3 separate regions of the Mus musculus genome follow, and regions 1 and 2 are each linked to region 3. Evidence: chromatin contacts called from public HiChIP or PLAC-seq data. All regions are on one chromosome and are shown on one strand. The core of a region is the stretch at or near the end of the contact, and the rest is flanking DNA. Distances in the headings are between cores, read along the strand shown. Region 1 has its middle 4.0 kb from the start of Gm17746. Region 2 overlaps Gm36287 (a long non-coding RNA gene). Region 3 has its middle 230 kb from the start of Gm36886.

Region 1 (3,703 bases), core at 935-3,434, 580 kb after region 3:
CTGGAGCAAACTGTGTCTGTCTTCTGTTAGGGGAAGCAGTGTTTATCCCACCCTGTGGATCCTAGGCTAGACCACAAGATAGGTCCCTAGAGCTACTCATCTCCCACATTAATAACTGGGGTCAGTTCCAAGAACAAGAGGATCCTGACGGGGAGTCCCTGCTTCCCCTACAACACACACATCCATCAGAATGCAGAGGAAGTGATATTTGTCTTCAGGAAATGGTCTTCCCTATCAATTCTGTGCCCCTGTCTCCTTGAGTACCAGTACCAAGCCCATATCATAGCACCGTATCCCCAATGGTACCACACTGTACTGTGTAACCAGATACCGATCATGAGAACCAGGGGATACAGCCAACCCTGGAGCAGCTGCAAACCTACACTTCATTCTGGGCTGCTGTTTTCCTCTTACCAAGAGGCATAGGGGCTAGGGAGGTGGTTCATTGGTTAAAGAGCTTGATCACAAAGCATGATGGCCAGAGGTCAGAGCCCTAGGACCCGAGTAAATGCTCTGCAGGAGTGGCAGCCTCTCTGTAATCCCAGCCTGAGAAAGTAGAGACAGAGTGTGTGTTTGTGTGTGTGTGGGGGGGGGGGGATGCTAAGGAGGGGGGCTCCAGAACATGCTGTCCAGCCAGATTCTCCATATTGGCAAGCTCGGCGTTTGATTGAGAGTCCTTGGTTTAATGAATAAAGTAGAAGAATGCTTGAGTCTGACTCCCTAAATCAACCTCAGACCTCCGAAAGCACGAACATCTGCATGCATACCCTTCTACGTGTGTCTCCACACACACATGCACTCACATACATGTAGAAACATGTATACACACATGGAGAAAGACAAGAAATTAAAACCAAAACAAGGCTTGTAGGCTGCACTGATCAGTGCCCATGTTTCAGTAGGTCTATTTTCCCTCCTTCCTTCCTTGGACATAAAATCGCCTTTGACTTTTGCAGATTTTAAGTTGGGACGATCTGTGGTATGGCCATGTATGTTTAAAACCAAACAGAAGTTTCCTTTTCCTCTGCACAGAATAAAACTCAAGGGTGTGAAAGGACCCAGGAAGCCCCCCTCACCACCAAGCCAAGCAGAATGTCCCGCTTAGGCTATACAGCAGGCAGCTTTTCTCCCTTAGAAATGGCTCAACACAGCCTTTAACCAAGTTCCCCAAGCCTGCATCTCAAAAGCATACAAACAAAACAGTATTTCTAAAGCCTAAGACGCAGGAGACGTAGCCCTGCTGCTAAACTGTGGGAGCCGAGGACATGGAGAAACTTTACCGCATTCCCGCGCACTGCTCTCCTAGGCGGTGGCTCACTCAGTTCTAGCTCTTTGCTGCTTCAGTGGACCAGATTTTCTTGATTAATAACAAAAGGTTTTGTTGGGATCAGGACTGTTTCCCACCATCGCTAGGCAAACCCGGCAACACACACCGTGTGCATTAACATTTCAAGGCGCCTCGTCCTAAGGATGACCAGAAAGGCCCCTCTGTTGGCCAAATCTACTTTGCCCCCCTTGTGACATCTGTTCTAACTTTTAAAGCAGAAGGAAGCCTAGATCATGGCAGGGTGCCCTTTGATTTACACTCCTGGCCCTTTGGACACCGGCCCCAGCCCACACCTGTAAGTTTCTCTTCCTTTCCGAACACTGAGAGAATTCAAAATTCCCATAGAATTCAAGAAGCGGTTCTGAACTCAAAAAGAAGCGGTTGTTGAGATTTTTTTTTAATAGTCTTTTTCATGGTTTCCTAATGACATTATCAACTACGTCTAAACCTCACAAAATTGGGTTTTTAAAATTTGACAACAATCTTTGAAAATGTGTGGCCTCCGATGTTACTGCACTTCAGCTCGGGTTCTTATCCACACACACCCCCAACCCCCACCGACACCAAACCCACTGCAGCTCCGATCTTACCCTCCCCCAGCCCCTCCTCACCCCACCCCAGCTAGTTTTACTTTTGGTGAACAAGAAAATCAAAGTGACCCGGCCAGGCCACTGAAATATTTATACAGACACAGAAGAAATGGGCAAGTAGCAGACCGCGAAAGAAAAGAAGAGGCCGGTGGATGTCAGGGCCCCTCCCACCATCTGTGCCGAGGCCCGGGGCTCCCTTACATTGGTCATATCCGAACAAAGCTGAAGGCAGATTCCAGCCGGCTTTCCATTCACTATTCACTGAGGGGCCCATCCCGTCCATATGCATTCAGCCCACTGCTGGGTTAAATCAGCGCCTACTCGGGGATTGACATGGTAATGAAGTCATGGTCAGATCCCTGAAAAGCCCCCCAGAGGTATGCTCCTCTCTAACAAATCCACCCTTTCACCCCATTGAGGCCTGGAAATTATCTCATAAGGTGGCAACATCTGTGCGCAGGATCCCTGACAGGAGCCTGGCCTGCTTATCCCCGAGGCTGTGCCTCCCACACTGGCTCACAAGGAGTGAGGCCAAGCCCCAGCATTCTGGTGATATTGCTCACAAGCCCCACGACCCCTCCCTCTTGCCCCTTCCCACAGCCTTTGTGTCCTCCCATGGGATCCTGGTCCTAAGTGCCAATGCTTGGCTGTTGTACATGGGGGCCTCCCCCTGCTCTTTGTCAGATGTTAAAGGTAGAAGGCAAAGCTAACTTACTTCCTATAACTTGCTAATGGAAAACTCTTATAATTACCCCAGCAAGGAAAGCCAAGCAAAAAAGGGATGGGGTTGGGGTAGCTAATGAATTTTGCTCAGACTAATGGCGTTTGCTCCACCAATAAGTAAATGTATTTGAACTCAGTTTAACTGGCACAGGTCAATAAAATGCTCCTCCAGAAAACAGTAGGGCTGCCAGGGTCCCTGGGCCAGCGCTATCTGCATCGTTGTTGCTCAATGATTTCACTTAATTTAGTTTGTCATTTATGAACTCTTGGTGGAGGAAAAATGGAGATTTCTGGGTTCCGTTTGCTCTAACTTCACCTGACTCTGCACATGGAAGGGGGAGGGGGAATAAATGTCACATGTGTTGCAAACAGCTGCCAGACCTCCCATGGAGGAGGCTACTTGGGGCGTGGGGTGGGGGTGGGGGTGAGTCAGGTTCTTTTACCGCATTCCCAGGGCACCTGAGCACTGTGGGGGGTGGGGGGGGTATCATGAGACAGTACATATTTTGTTTTGCTGGTGTTTTTAAATTACATTGATTGATTGACTGATTGAGTGTAAGGGAGTAGCACATCCCAGGGTGAACATATGGAGGTCAGAGGACGGTGTCCATCAGTACTCACCTACTCTAGGAGACCAAGGGTTGAAGTACGATAGGCAGGCTTGCAAGCAGATGTCTTAGCCCACTGAGCCACCACGATGTCTCCTCATTTGTTGTATTTCCTTATATCCAAATGCAAATGAGTGTTTGGATAAAGTGTGCTTGCCTGGGCATTCTCAGCTGGCAAGGGAATGTATAGAGTGGTTCTTCCCAAAGGGATCCAAAAAAACCGGTATAGTTTAGATCTGAGACTCTCCCGGAGGCTCCTGTATTTGGTCCTTGGCTGTTTACACTGTTTAAGGAACCATTAAGAAGTGAATCTTCCCAAAGGAAGCAAGACTGGGTAGCACAGGCCTCCATTATAGCCTGGTCCCAGTTTGGGCCTGTCTTTCTCCACTTCCTTGTTACCCTCTGTAACAAGAAGCCGCCTTATGCCCTTGCTACAGTGCCCCTCCCCTACCATA
Region 2 (3,489 bases), core at 397-2,896, 540 kb after region 3:
CAAGACAGACGTGGTTGTGATCTGTGTTCTCACTATAGCCGGGGCATCTGGCACCTGTAGCCTCTGGTTCCTTGTCAAGTAAAAGAATAATAAACACGCTTTCCATGTTGTAAGAATTCCGTGCCTCTTCAGTCGGCTGCCTCTTGGGTGATCTACAAAACAAGGAGCAGAAGCCTGCCTAAGCCATGCCACCTTTTTATTTTTGATAGCTACACACACACACATACATGCATACATACACACACACATATACACGTACATATATATAATCATATGAACCCTGTCTTCTCAGTTTATCCCCCAGTGGCTACACCATTAGAGAAAAGGACCCCACACACTCTGCAGCGTTAATAGTTTTCAGCTCCTTGAATAGGGTTGGGACCCCCTGGGTGCATCCTTTATCCATGGGGGAATTTCATGAAGGTATCCACAGGTGCTGTGTGTTCATGGTTGCCATGGCAATGTTTCATGACCATCTTCTCCATCCTCCAGCTCTCACATCCTAGCTACCATCCCTACCTCCCTGATTAATTCTTAACTGCACCATGGCAAGCTATGGCAAGCCATATCCCACATCCTTCACCCTCCTTCCTTACTTAGTCCCCTCACACAGACTCTAAGCAAGTACTTTTTTCCCTTGTGTTCAAATGACAAAAGAGTTAGCTTGACTGTCCCAAAACCATCTGGGTTATGACAGGCTTTAGATTCAGGACTCCTGGGACCACTGTCACATGGCTCTGCCCTTGCAGTTTAGAGTTTCTGGGGGAATCCCATGCCTTATGCATAAGCTGGGCATTCTGTCCTCGGTAAGTAGCAGGCCTGCCAGACACCAACATATAACAAGTGGGCACCCCTGGAAAGAGCCTCAGCCAACTGGGTTTGGGAATGACACCCTTCTTGGAGACGGGGGAGGGGTGGGCTGGACAAAAAAGCCCCAGGTAATGGAAATGGAAATTCTAACCAACAGCCTGCACCTGGTGTTTTTGAGCCTCCAGAGACAGCTGAAGGGAATTGTATGTGTGCCTTTGCCAGCACTGGCTCCCCAGTCATAGTCCAAGGTGGCCTGGGGGAGCTCTAGTCCACTTCACAGAATGGCCATTCCTATCCCAACCTAGGTGTTACATGATAGCACTATTTAAACCTGTTCCCGAGGTGCCTTAGAACGCACCTGGGGTCATCCCTGACCTCAGCTCAGAGCCATACAGCACTGCCCATTTCTGAGACTCCCTCATCATATCCTGTACCTCCTGCCAGACTCAGGGTTTTCTCTTGGCTCTAAAGGAGAGAAATGAACACCCTGTCTCCCCATAGGCTCCTGGGACCTAAAGGGAGACTCGGGGCCATTTGTCCAGGTTGTAGGTCACAAGAAGGCCACAGGTCCTTCTCCAGAAACCCCTATTCATCTTACTGGGATCCTGAGCAGCTGGGTCATCCCATGACAAACACGTAAGCCCAGCCCCAGACACAGACATCACAGCTTCTGCAGGTGTGACTCAAAGACTCCAGGGCCTTGCACAAGGTCACAGGGAACTAGAAGAACAGGACAGGGGTTGTCTCAAGTCCAAGCCTCTACATTCTGGCCAAGCCTTACTGCACACAAACTGCAGCTGCAGCTGTGGAGAAAGAAACCTGACCATGTGACCAAGCACTGGCTGTCCTCTAGGGCAGGGCATGAGTCTGGGCCCTGGGGAAACCCCAAGTATGAAGAAGGCAAGGTCCTTGGCCTTGAGTTACAGTCAGTGAGGCAGAGCCGACACAACTGTGTGCAAATGACTACGGTCAAGCCCTCATCTCGGTAGAGCTGGCCCCCCAGCTGCATAGACAGACTGCTAAATGTCAAGGGCCCTGCCTGACACCAGCATGAGTGGGCAGGAGGTGACTTGTGTCCATGTACAGCAAGTGTTCTAGGTTGGCCAGTCTCGCCCACACCCAGCGAGGGTCCAGAACCCATCATGGATGTAGGTGAAGTGCCTGGAGTCTCCTTGCTGACCTGGGCACATTTTGGAAGACACATACCACAAGCAGCCTGGGTAAAGCCTGTGACAGTCTGAAGGAAGGTGCTGGAGGCAGTCTTCCATAGGTAGGCCTGCACTCTGCAGGGCCTGGGTGCCAAGGCTTATCCCTAGCACCTAGGAAAGGCAGAGCAACTCTGCAAAACAGACATGCAAAACATACTCAGGCATGTTGTAGTTCTCACATCTACAGCATGTTAGCCTATGCTGATACCTCGCCTGCCTGCAAGTCTGCGTCCTCCTGGAGGAATACCTTTGTGATTGTTACAATGCATCACCAACTCTTTGGAGCTTGACCTGTGGCTGATAAGAACCAATATGCAACTGGACTCACAGCTAAGCTCAGGCAACCATCTGAGCCAAGTGGATACCTTCCTCATCCTCTTGGGATCTTGGAACTCCTCCACCATGAGAATCCTGCCTCTGTGGGTCTAGTTCAAATCATCCTGGGATGCCAAGGGCACAGCTCCCCACCGTGACACAGTGACACTGCAGTCAGGGGCAGATCCAACTGGGGCTCTGACACCACCTTACATTCTCAGGCAGACAGCCAAGAGCTGCACCCACAAAGGAAGTGGCCCATAACACAACAGCAAAGGCCAAACCAAAGCAGGAGGCTATTTTTATCTTCAGAAGGATCTGCAGCTGGGACCAAGCAGCTACAGGGCATCCTGTAGCTCTGGACTCATTTCTCCCCAATCCTTCACCAGTGCCCTGTCATCCCTTGACCTCCCCCAAGCCCTTCCCAGGGAGGTGAGAAAGTAGATCTGGTCAAAGAGACACATTCTTCATCCTGCTATCTCCAAGGGGCAAGCTAATTAGTCTCCAAATAGTCCAAATGGGTAATTGCTACCTGCATTTAAAGGCCAAACAGCCATCAAGAAGACAGTGGTGGGCCTTTTCTGAGAACTCATGCCCTCCTCTCCCCTTCACCATGACATTTGTAGATGTACATGAGTTGGGTAGCAGGTCTCTCACCAGTGTCCAGTGAAATTGAGGAACAGGACCATCTAGGGCAGCCCCACTCCTGGCTCAAACCCTTCTGCTGTGGTCATCTCCTCTTATACACAAGTATAAATTTGTGCACATATTCATACATACAATACACCAATCCATCTGTACACGTACTTCATATATGTGCACATGCCACACAGGTTAAGTATGTGTACACCTTACATGCACAGTAATCTTATGTAGGTGGCACATGCACTTGCACATGAGCACAAACATACACCTACATACATACACACATACACAAATACACACATACACACACATATACACACACATGCACACACATATGAGTTTCAAGGAGAATGCTCACCCAGGATTTTGGCAAGCTGCTAAAGAGTTCCTAGCTCTAATGTGGGGGTTTCCTAGGTAAAAAGAATGTTGTAGGCTGTAGGGAGAAAGGGAAGGAAAAGAGAGTAAAATGAGGAGGGGACTAGGGAGGGCATAGGAAGACTAACAGTAAAAT
Region 3 (3,345 bases), core at 782-3,281:
AGATCATGTATCAGCTCCCATAGGCACTGTCCTTTTCAACAGAATGCCTGCCAAGAAACCAGGTCTTCCAGATGACCATCCAATGCCCATGGTCAGGGGTTTCCATCACTTGAAATCCTACAAAAAGAAAAATCAAACTGAAAGCAAATGTCTACTTGAACTCATTCACTAGTGTTCACTAAATTATGACAAAATTTTCTTATCAAAAATTATTACAAATGAAAATGCCATTGTTTAACTGCTAAAACCAATTCTGTATGTGTATTTCTGCGTGAGAATGTGCAGTGGAGTACAGGAGCCCAGGAGCCCAGGAAAGGGTGACAGGTTATCTTGTAGGTGGGTGTAAGCTGCCTTGATATAGGTACTAAGAATCAAATAGCAGCCCCATGATTTTAAATTTTGAACAATAGCAAACTACAAAATAACACTTTCCCCATGACTTCAATCACATAAAAATCTTTTTTAGGTGAACCAAGAACAAGCTAAAATAGAAGGGAGGGGAATAGATAGATAGATAGATAGATAGATAGATAGATAGATAGATAGATAGATAGATAGAGAGACAGAGAGAGAGAGAGAGACAGAGAGAGACAGAGAGAGAGAGAGACAGAGAGAGAGAGAGAGAGCAAGCCTGTGTATGGTGAAACAAGAAAACATTTAACCCTTAAGAGCACTGTCTGACAACACCATCCCTTTTCAGTATATAAACAAGTCCATTCAGCATTCAGTTGTAGACAAAGTCATCAAATTTACTTGGAGCTGAGCAAGGGGTTTAAAAGGCTGAGAAACAAAGGGTGAAAAACATTGGAATCAGACATCAAGTTTCAGAATATAATACAGATGGCTTCATGGTTGAAGAACAGGAGTCTCTAGAAGTAACCAGAAGCCCACCTGGTGCCTTTTACAGGCATTGAGCCAGAATCATCCTACATGTTCATCAGAGCCACACAAAATTTAGTACGAAACAGAAAAAAAAAAAAAGCCCAATCATATGTTTCCATTGACTACTTAATATATCTATTGCTCAGCCGCTGCAAACTACATGGGGCTTTAAACATGCAGAGTGTAGAAATGACTTAAGAAGATGTGAAAGTATCTGAAGGTTTCTTGTGAGATCTGGATGAGGCTATTTGCATACGACAGCCAGAGCAAAACCACAGGAAGCTATCTCCACCTCGTTCACTCTTCCTTCCTTTTGCTCCAGCCCATCCATCCTTCTTCTCTCACCACCAGGGCCCCCTCCCAGTAAACTCCAAGCCACGTGACTGTTTTCAACATCTGCTTCCTTTCTTCTCTTTCATAGAAAGCACGCATGAATAATCAGACCGCTGCTGTTAATTGTAAAAATCATTAGTAAACTTCCAGGTGCTGTTTACTATATATGCATTGTAATTTTCTATCCTAAAACCAGCAACTCCCCCGCATCATTGTCTGCCCTGGGCGTGAGCACTCTGCAGCTTGGAGGCTGTCAAAGGCGGTTGCAGCCCCACTTGCAGGGACTGAAAGGGGTCGATCCACACCTGCAGTGTTTGAGGCAATAATTCCTAATATTAACCAGACCTCATGAGGAGCGGGCCCTTTTGCCAGCCTCCTCATGATCCGACACTTACAATCCACGTGAACTCTTTGAAATAAGCTAAGATTGGCCGGCCCCCTCCCTGAGTTCATTCTTCTCTCTCCCACCATGCCGCCCTATTGTCCAAGGGCTCTGGAATGAGACTCGCGGAAGATTAGAAAGGAAACCCAGACGGCATGCCAGTCTACTGCCTATGACAGAGGGGCCTGCGTCTTTTACACCACAGAGGCGGAGCAAGCCGGTGGACCCGAGAAAGCCACAAGGAAAGGAAAGGATGGTTTCTGGAGCTGCACCTGAGAAAGATCAGAGCTCAGAGGAAGTAACTCGCCCGAAGCCACACAAACACAGCCTAATGCTTTGGTTACACAAAACACACCGCAGCTTCCATCTGTTTCCTTGAAGGCACCTGTGGTTTTCCTTCCAGCATTTCAAGAGACAAGGAAACAAAGCTTGCATTTACATTTCCCAGGTACAACCAGGCACCCCGCGCACCTGCTGCTCCCTGTGGGCTTCCACACAGTCCTAGTTAGCTTCAACTGTCAAACTGACACAGCCTGGAGTCATCTGAAAGGAGAGCAGAACCAGGCTGACCAGCGGTTGTATCTGTTGGGCATTGCCTTTAGTGTTAAATGGTGGAGGAGGGCCCAGCATACTGTGGGGGACAGCTGGTCCTGAACTATACAAGAAAGCTAAGTATGGCTGGGCGGTGGTGGGGCACGCCTTTAATCCCAGCACTTGGGAGGCAGAGGCAGGTGGATTTCTGAGTTCGAGGCCAGCCTGGTCTACAGAGTGAGTTCAGCCAAAGTACACAGAGAAACCCTGTCTCAAAAAAAAAAAAAAAAGAAAAGAAAAGAAAAGAAAAGAAAAGAAAAGAAAAGAAAAGAAAAGAAAAGAAAAGAAGAAAGAAAGAAAGAAAGAAAGAAAGAAAGAAAGAAAGAAAGAAAGAAAGAGCGATCCAGCAAGCCACAGCCCTCCATAGCTTCTGCTTCAAGTTTCTGAATGAGCCCTTACCATGACTTCCTTCAGTGGGACTGTGATATTGAAATGTACACAAAATGAACAATTGCTTCTCTAAACCACTTTTGGTTATGGTGTTGCAACAACACAATAGAAATCAAGCAGGTGCTTACTCCGTTCCTGTAGGAGAAGCACTGACAACTTTCTGGGTCCTGTGAAGGAATGCACCTGGGTCCCCAAAGGCTACTCTTTGACCTAGAATGTGCTGCATTTTGTGAGTTTACACCATGGTCAGTTCCTACTGCTAGCTTGTCACTCGCTCATACACCTATGTCAAGGCTTCTTGACATGCCTTGAGAAAGACAGCTTTGAATACATGAGTGAATGAATTAAAACCTACCAAAATGATTTCTATTACCTATACCTCTCATAAATGTTAGCCCTAAGAAGTTCAACACCAAAGTTCAATGGCAACAGTGTGTTAGTCACTTTTCTGCTGCTGTGGTGAAACACTGTGATCAAGGCAACTTATAGAAGAAAGAGTTTATTTAGGCTCATGGTTCCAGGGGGTTTGAGTTCATAATGTTGGGGACAGAATGAAGGAGGTGGAAGGCACGGTGGCTTGAGTGACAAGCTGAGGGCACATGTCTTGTAACATAAGCAGTAAGCATAGATAATGACTGGAAATGACATGAGGCTTTAATCTCAAAGCCCACCTCCTGTGACATACTCCCTCTATTAAAGCACATGTCCTAAACCTTCCCAGACAGCTGCACCTTCTGGGAACCAAATGTTCAAACGAACAAGATGAT

What was found. HiChIP or PLAC-seq counts read pairs in DNA pulled down with a chosen protein or histone mark.
Region 1: an H3K27ac HiChIP or PLAC-seq map of differentiating embryonic stem cells shows a contact between it and region 3, with 4 times the contacts expected there. The contact joins two enhancer-like sites. A contact is called at or near these places in 2 of 115 datasets of contacts at active chromatin or transcription factors (differentiating embryonic stem cells and embryonic stem cells).
Region 2: an H3K27ac HiChIP or PLAC-seq map of large pre-B cells shows a contact between it and region 3, with 6 times the contacts expected there. The contact joins two enhancer-like sites.

Annotation. Positions count from the first base shown.
Region 1 is chr12:25,123,287-25,126,989 of GRCm38.p6, reverse strand. No RefSeq gene overlaps it. Among named protein-coding and RNA genes, the nearest start is that of Gm17746, 4.0 kb to the left of the region's middle. Within about 2 kb of position 2,184, at least 59 of the 459 cell types and tissues checked have an H3K27ac peak or open chromatin away from gene starts, as enhancers often do. A contact at or near this core is called in differentiating embryonic stem cells, where this site is marked.
Region 2 is chr12:25,164,023-25,167,511 of GRCm38.p6, reverse strand. Gm36287 (a long non-coding RNA gene) reads right to left here. Exons shown (of 9, transcript XR_003950180.1): 5 at 55-152. Among named protein-coding and RNA genes, the nearest start is that of Gm36496, 25 kb to the left of the region's middle. Within about 2 kb of position 1,646, at least 121 of the 459 cell types and tissues checked have an H3K27ac peak or open chromatin away from gene starts, as enhancers often do.
Region 3 is chr12:25,701,102-25,704,446 of GRCm38.p6, reverse strand. No RefSeq gene overlaps it. Among named protein-coding and RNA genes, the nearest start is that of Gm36886, 230 kb to the right of the region's middle. Within about 2 kb of position 2,031, at least 32 of the 459 cell types and tissues checked have an H3K27ac peak or open chromatin away from gene starts, as enhancers often do. A contact at or near this core is called in differentiating embryonic stem cells, where this site is marked.